2 separate regions of the Sus scrofa genome follow, and region 1 is linked to region 2. A link is a contact called in public HiChIP or PLAC-seq data. All regions are on one chromosome and are shown on one strand. Each heading gives the region's core, a stretch centred on a gene start, on an enhancer-like site or on the middle of the called end of the contact. The rest is flanking DNA. Distances are from core to core; before and after follow the strand shown.

What was found. HiChIP or PLAC-seq counts read pairs in DNA pulled down with a chosen protein or histone mark.
Region 1: an H3K27ac HiChIP or PLAC-seq map of alveolar macrophages shows a contact between it and region 2. The contact joins two enhancer-like sites. A contact is called at or near these places in 4 of 47 Hi-C or Micro-C datasets (alveolar macrophages, embryonic fibroblasts, fetal skeletal muscle and 1 more) and 2 of 2 datasets of contacts at active chromatin or transcription factors (alveolar macrophages and skeletal muscle).

The regions. Positions count from the first base shown.
Region 1 is chr4:8,055,253-8,059,278 of Sscrofa11.1, reverse strand. It overlaps NDRG1 (protein NDRG1), which reads right to left. Exons shown (of 16, transcript XM_021088875.1): 10 at 2,906-3,009; 11 at 1,102-1,158; 12 at 248-299. It also overlaps the pseudogene LOC106509942. Among named protein-coding and RNA genes, the nearest start is that of NDRG1, 43 kb to the right of the region's middle. Within about 2 kb of position 2,713, at least 4 of the 83 cell types and tissues checked have an H3K27ac peak or open chromatin away from gene starts, as enhancers often do. A contact at or near this core is called in alveolar macrophages, where this site is marked.
Region 2 is chr4:7,914,233-7,917,879 of Sscrofa11.1, reverse strand. No RefSeq gene overlaps it. Among named protein-coding and RNA genes, the nearest start is that of ST3GAL1, 19 kb to the right of the region's middle. Within about 2 kb of position 1,504, at least 27 of the 83 cell types and tissues checked have an H3K27ac peak or open chromatin away from gene starts, as enhancers often do. A contact at or near this core is called in alveolar macrophages, where this site is marked.

The DNA.
Region 1 (4,026 bases), core at 1,464-3,963, 140 kb before region 2:
GGGAGGTGGATCAGCAGGTGAGGGGCCTGGGAGATGAGACAGAGGGCCCGCGGCTGAGCAACTAGGACTGGCAGTCACCAGGGAAGGAGCTGGTGCCTGAGTCCTCTGCCCAAAGGCCAATATGACATCTAGAAGGTGTCACTTGCCCTGATGAAGGCAGAGGAGGGGAAGGTGGTGGGCAAGGAGCCTCCATATAACTTTGGACTGTTGAATTAAGTGCAGAAGCCAGGGGTTGGTTTCTACATACCACAGCGTCCACAGCAGGAGAATTGTCCCCAACCACCAACAAAGCAGGACACCTGGGGGCAGAGAGAGAAGGAGGAGCTGAAGTTCATTTAAAGAGCCTTACACTCCCAGGCCTGCCAGGCTGGGATGAAAATGCTAAAAAAAAAAAATTATTTTGTTTTTTCCCATTACCCTTTGCTCTTTTTTAACTGCCTTCTTTCTCTATCCTCTGCTTTACTCTTAGAATAACATGAGTTAGTAGTCATTTACACCTTAGTCTGAATTTCAGCCAGAGAATTTCCATGCCCTGATGTTTTATTTCCTCTCCTCAAGGAAGGATAAATAGGACTTTGCTAGCAATCGAGATCAGAGACAAAAAGGACATGCCTGGCAAAGGATGTGACAAAGCATGTGCCAAGTTTAAGTGTCAAATAATATGGTTCATGGGGGTGATGAGGTTATAAAAAAACCAACAGTCACTACTGGTGGAATCCAGCTGGTTGTATCCATGAGTGTCTTTTCCTTCCAGTTTTATAGGGCTCTTCAGGGTGGGTCCTATGTCTTGTTCACCCCAAGGCTCAGTGAAGCAAAGCCTCACACAGTATGGGGGCAAAACAGATGCTTCGTAAATCCTGTCTGGTGTGGACAGCATTTCTCATCTGAGATCTAAGCCTCCCTGTTAGTCTCAGGGACACTCTATGAACCAAGCCCTTGCCCAAGGAGAAGACAAGTGAGGCTGGGCCATGCCCAATCCCTGGACAGAACCCACCCAGTCCTAGCATGGGGCAGGGGCCAGTCCTGCCGGACTCAGAAGGAAGGCACAGCGGGCAACTGTGAGTAAAGCTAAGGAGACAGCAGGAAGAAAGAGCAACTCACTGCAGGGTGACCGTGTGGGCTCCGGGCATCGGCCGCTCAATCTCCAGGTCCCGCCGGCTACAGACAGACACAGACAAATGCCCCATTACGCCAGCATAGCAGACCCTCCCCTGGAGGAAGCCCCCTCCCCCTGAGCTGATCCCTGGAGGTCCTGCACCATCCACTCTGGCAAACACCCACATCCCAACCCGTGCAAGGTCACTCCCCGGCCTCTTGGGATCCACAGACGTTTCAGGACTCACGCATTCCCCATGGCGCCCCCAGGTTTCCTTCTTTTGTTAGGAGGACACGTCACACCCTCCTCTACAGAAGGTCCCTGCCTCCCGTGGCCCTAGTCGGAGCCTGCATGTCTCAGATGGTGTCCAGCCTCCACTTGGTCTGAGCCTCAGTCCCACCCAAATTCTGAGTCCTCTGTATAGTAACCGCATCATTTTGTTTTGTTTTGTTTTGTTTTGTGTTTTTTAGGGCCGCACCTGCGGCATAAGGAAGTTCCCAGGCTGGGGGTAGAATCGGAGCTGCCCCACAGTCACAGCAACCATCGAGGGATCCAAGCTGCATCTGCGACCTACTCCACAGCCCATGGCAACGCCAGATATTTAACCCACTGAGTGGGGCCGCATCCTCATGGGTACGATTCTATTCGGGTTCGTAACCAGCTGAGCCACAATGGGAACTCCCAAAGCATCATTTTGGAACTCAGGCTTATCCCATTCACTCCCTCATTTTCAACCCTCCTGCGGTTTTCTGCTGTGCCGTAAAGTCCAGCCTGGCCCCATCCGTCTCCTCACCAGCCTCACACTGCCTGCTGGCTCCCACCGTGAGATGCCCTTTCTCACGTCACAGATGGGAGTCAGCCCGGCTGGATTCAAATCACACCCCTCTGCTTCCTAGCTGGGTGACCTCAGGCAGGAGGCTGAGCCTCTCTGTGCCTTTGTTTCCTTAGCAGGAAATGGCTGTGACAGCACTTCTTCATGGGGTTTTTGACAGGAATCAGTTTCTTCCTGCAGCATGTGGGGCTGTGAGGGCTGTGGCTGGCCTCCTCCTCGTGCCCACGGCCCCACTGAAAGCCTGCCCACTCCAGCCTTGTTTAGGGTTTGCTGAATAAATGAGCAGCTCAGCCTCCATGCCCTCAGTTACACGCTGGGGGTACCGCCTGTTCCTCCTGCACTGAGAGGCTGGGAGGAGGGTCAGAGGAAATGGACTCTAATGCCCATCATGAAGTCAAGTTATTAACATGTAGGAAAACAGAGCCCAGGAGGCTCATTCCTGCCACCTCTGTGGGAGCACAGCAGGATGAGTTCCCTGAAGATTCTAGAACCTCTGACCAACACCAGCGGTCCCAGCATCCCCTCCTCTAGTTGACTCCAGACCCTCTTATCCTTAAGAGGGCTGCACCCCTGCCAAAGGCCTGCTAAAGTGCTCCTCATCCTTGGAACGACTCCTCCGCCTCCCAGCAGCCTCCCTGGATTCCTCCCATCCTCCCACATCCTCTGCCGCTCGCATCACACCTGGACCTTCCTTGGCGTCAGCCATGGCACAGGCATGTATTCAAACCCATTGAGATGTGACCAGGTCCCACTCTCGCTTGCGCCCCTAGTGGTCTGGAGTGGAAGTTCAGCTCCTTGCAAAGCACTCAAAACTCCCCAAGGCATCTGGATTCCCCAGGCACCTCTGATCATCTATTTTGCTCAGGGCTGAATCTTCTGTTAATTTTATGATCCCCCTTCTCCTGCCCCATGTGCATGCCAGACCTACAAAAGGAGCCAGACAAGCAGCTATTGTGTGGCTGGGCAGCATTCGGTACCTGTTGTAGGCGTTGATGAACAGGTGCAGGTTACCAGGGTTCATGTCGTTGATGATGTGCTGTCGGTAGGTGTGCACCACCTCCACGTTATTCTGCATCTCCTCCTGCATTGAGAGCGGGCAAAATGTCATGCATGGGACCCATGACCCTGGGCGGGTCACAAGCCTCACCACAAAGTGAATGTAGTGATGCCTAATTCACAAGCCGGCTAGGGAGCCTGAGGGAACCTTCGGGAAAGCAGAAGCTACACCCAGATGCAGACTCATGTCTGAATATCAGCTGGGAGCAGAGGTGACGCAACCCTGAGGGGCAACCACGCCCTTCCGGGCTCAGACTTCAGGAGTTGTGATCTGAAGTCAGTCCTCCTGGATGGAAACTTGTTCCAGCCCTGTCCCTTTGTTAGACAAGTGTTTTACTTTTCTGAGCCTCAATGCCCTTAAAAAAAGGGGGGGGGTGGCTGAGGGTTTTTTCCCCAGTAATTGGCCTGAGGACCTCTAAAAATGGTTCCCTTTTCACTTGACCCAGAAAACCCCACAAAATCATGCAAACCAAGAGGTTTCAAATCTTCGTGTCCACTTAAGAACACTGGTGAAACTGCCCAGGCCACTAAGGATATGCACCACCAAGTATGTGAAGGATGTCACTTTACAGAAGCCATGTGTGCCCTTCCAGCAGTACAATGGTGGAGCTGGTGGGTGTGTCCAGCCCAAGCAGCAGGGCTGGGCACAGGATCGGAGGCCCCAAAAGAGCTCTGAATTTTTATTGCAGATGCTCAAAAATGCGGAGGGATGCTGAATTTAAGGGCTTCGATGCAGATTCTCTGGTAATTGAGCACATCCAGGTGAATAAAGCCCCCAAGATGCAGTGCAGGACTTACTGAGCGTGTGGTCAGAGCAACCCTAATGTGAGTTTTCCCTGCCACAGTGAGATGAGCCTTACTGAAAAGGAGAAGGGGGTTCCTAAGCCAGCAGAGGAGGTTGCACAGAAGACAAAGATGTCCCAGAAGAAAATGAAGAAACAAAAACTCATGGCCTGGGAGTAAATTCCGTAAAAAAAAAAAAAAAAAAAAAAAAATGTGAATAAAAGTAAAAAAAAAAAAAACCGTGGGGATGACATTACCT
Region 2 (3,647 bases), core at 255-2,754:
CCTTCTCGGGCCAGTGTTGCATCTGCACAGGGACCTTCAAAGCCTAATGAAGGCCAGCCCTGCTCTGTGTTGTGGGGCCGTGGCTAAGTCACCACACCTCCCTGAATCCAGAGCTGGGGGCCTCTGCCTCCCGCTCTACGCAGCTCTGCAAGCAGCAAACATGGTCGTGGATGCGAACGTGCCAGGGAAAGGTCGGAATTTGGAATTCGGCCTGGTGTTCCTGGGGACCCCTGACTCCCAGCACAAAGTACCCCCTGTGGGGTCCACTCCCCCCCAACCCCAGGTGTGTCCTTCCAGGGGATGTCTCAGTTCAAAACTGCTGACCTGAGTCTTCGGCCTTGGGAAGGTCCCCTCCATGCCAACCAAGACCCCAGGCTCTGAGGCTCACAGAGGGTCAGATCGGGAGAGGGTTGCTCCATCAGCAGGAGGCACTTCAAATTGACCTGGCCACTCAAATTCGTAGCCTAGAGAATTGGGGTCAGAGGAGGGACAGGTTGGTGCTATGGCTTTCCAGCGGGTTGGGAATGATGCCACGGGGTGGGGGGCAACTCTCTCACCTTCCCACTACGCCCCCCTCAGCCTTCATCTTCTGCTGCATCTCTCGCATTTACCTGACTATTTATCCAGCCAGCACCTTTTTATTTTTATTTTTTCTTTTTAAGGCCGCATCCGCCGCACATGGAGGTTCCCAGGCTAGGGGTCCAATCGGAGCCACAGCTGCCGGCCTACACCACAGCTGCAGCAACGCCAGATCCGAGCCGCATGTGCAACCTACACCACAGCTCACAGCAACACCGGATTCTTAACCCATGGAGCGAGGCCAGGGATGGAACCCGCAACCTCACGTTTCCTCGTTGGATTTGTTTCCACTGCACCATGACGGGACCTCCCCCGTCAAAGCATCTTTAAGGTGATGCTTTGTCCATTCAGCCAGCACTGACTGAGCACTTGCCAGCTGCCAGGCCCTGTCCTGGGCACTGCCTGAGAATAAGAGGACCCCCCTCCCCCATCTCTGACTGAGAGCTGCCCAGGGGACCAGGCGGACAGGAAGGCCAAGACACAGGTCCTTGGAAAAGCATGTTCTGAGGGCAGAAGGCTCTGGAAGCCTGGCAAGACGGGCCAGGGTGGGGGGAGAAGGTGGGTGTCAGAAGGGAAGGGGGATGTGTCCTCCAGCCAAAGCGGAGAGGGTAGCAGATGACTCTCCTGAGGGCCAGAGGGTTCGTCCTGCCCCCATCCAGCCAGCTAGTGCCACAGCAGGAAGGGAGGCAATCGCCACAGCCCAGCAAGGAGAGGTGGCCGAGCTGGAGGGCAAGGGCAGGGCTGGGGCAGGACCTTGGCCCCCTGGGCAGGGACCTGGTTTCCCAGGGACCCGGTGCCCTGGGAAGAATCTGCCCAGAGGCATCTCCTGATCAGCTGGGCTCTTTCCCAGCTTCCCACCCTCCGCCGAGCCTACGTGCATCGGACGGGGAAGCCTGACTCTTTCGCAACCGGGACCTGGAGAGGCTGGCCCGTGCATTTTCCGTCTTTATTCGGAAAGCTCAGCTGGTAAAGGGAAGCCACGTGTGTGCAACAGGAAGTCGGGTTTCCAGGACGTGCCTGCAGTCACAGCTCTATTTCTGGAACAATTCTATGGGCTCAGATTTCTTTAGAAAACCTAAGTTTAAATGAAACCCTGACAGCCAGCTTTTCTCTCTCATTGTTTCTGGTCCTGACCCACCACCCCCACCTTCCCTCCTCTTCCATCACAGAGCTCTGGCTGTGAGGAATGTGTAACCTGAAGGCCTTCCTTCAGGGCTTCTAGAAGAATCCCCCCGTCGGACACAGGGCTGCTCCTGCCTTCACTGGGGAGTCCGCAGTGGAAGAAGGATCTGCACAGAAGGAGCCCGGCGAAGGGAATAAGCACAGGAACACACCCAGCTCCTGGTCCACACTGCAGCCCTTCGGATAGCAGGAGGCATTGATGGAGCCTAGGCTGGGGTCCCTCCCTAGGGTCTGGGCTGGTCCGTCTGCCATTCCCTGAGCCCACAGCATGGAGCCCTTGGCCCAGGCAGACTCGGGTCTCACCAGGGCAGGACCAGGGGGCCTCTCACCAGCCAGCTCCTTGATGTGGGTGACGTCAGGGAAAGACGTGGGTGGAGACACTGCCCCTCTGAATCCCAGATGCTCCACCACATCTCCCAGCCTCCCGCCCCTTGTTGGGACCACGTGGGTAGCTCTGGCCCCTGGACCTTGAGCGGAAGCTATGGGTGTCAACTCCAGGCAGAGAGAGTTAAGAATGAGTGAGTCAGACTTCCCGTCTCAGCAGAAATGAACCCGAGGATGCAGGTTCAATGCCTGGTCTTGCTCAGTGGCATAAGGATCCATCGGGATGTAGGTCGCAGACGCGGCTCAGATCTGGCTTTGCTGTGGCTGTGGTGCAGGCCGGCAGTTGTAGCTCCGATTCTCCCCCTAGCCCGGGAACCTCCATCTGGCACGGGTACGGCCCTAAAAAGACAAAAAAAAAGAATTAGTGAGTCATCACCCCCCCTCCCTTTGCCCGTGACCTTGAAGGCCACCGATTGAAGTTGGAGTTGGCACAAGATGAAAACAGCTAGGGGACCCAAGTCACCACAGGGAGAGATTGCCAAACCCCTCAGACTGTGACACTGCAGGGAACAAACCTTGTTATTCGGTTGTAAGTCACTGGGAGGTAGGGCTTACTGGTGGCCGCAGCACTAGCCTGACAGAGCCAGGTCTGACCTTGAATCCTCCTGATCCCTTACAGAGTGTGTGGCTGCAGCAAGTAACCAAGGTCTCTGAGCCCCAGACCTTCCACGAAGGTGGCAACGCCATCTCACCCTTAGGCCTCTTGTGAGAACGAAGTGAGAAAATGCATCACGAAAGCCTGGCACACAGAAAGGACTCAGAGGCTGGGATGCTGCCTTCTTGGCTTTATAGCTACTCTGTCATTTAATACCCACTTTACAGATTGAGAAACTAAGGTTCCAGAGGTCCAGTTGTGGCTCAGTAGAAACGAATCCAGCGAGTATCCCTGAGGTTGTGGGTTCGATTCCTGGCCTTGCTCAGGGGGTTAAAGATCTGACGTCACCATGAGCTGTGGTGTAGGTCATAGAAGAGGGTTGGATCCCAAGTTGCTATGGCTGTGGTGTAGGCCAGCAGCTGCAGCTCCAATTTCACCCCCAGCCTGGGAACCTCCCTATGCCATGGGTGCTGCCCTAAAAAGCAAAAAGAAGAAGAAAGAAAAGAAACTAAGGTTCCAAGAGATCAGGCTTTGTAACACATAGGTTACAAAGCTATGAGTCTCAGAAAAAGAGTAAGAGTCTGGGAGTTCCCACCGTGGCTCAGCAGAAAGGAATCTGACTAGTTTCCATGAAAACACTGGTTAGATCCCTGGCCTCGCCTAGTGGGTTAAAGATCTGAGCTATGAGCCGTGGTGTAGGTCGCAGATGTGGCTCAGATCTGGCATGCTGTGGCTGTGGCATAGGCCAGTGGCTACAGCTCTGATGGGACCCCTAGCCTGGGAACCTCCATATGCTGCGGGTATGGCCCTAAAAGCCACCCCTCTTCCCCCCAAAAAGAAGAAGAGGGAGATCTGAAGCTAGTGAAGTTCTGAGGCCCAGAGTTCCAGGCCTGAGGCCAGCTTTGCA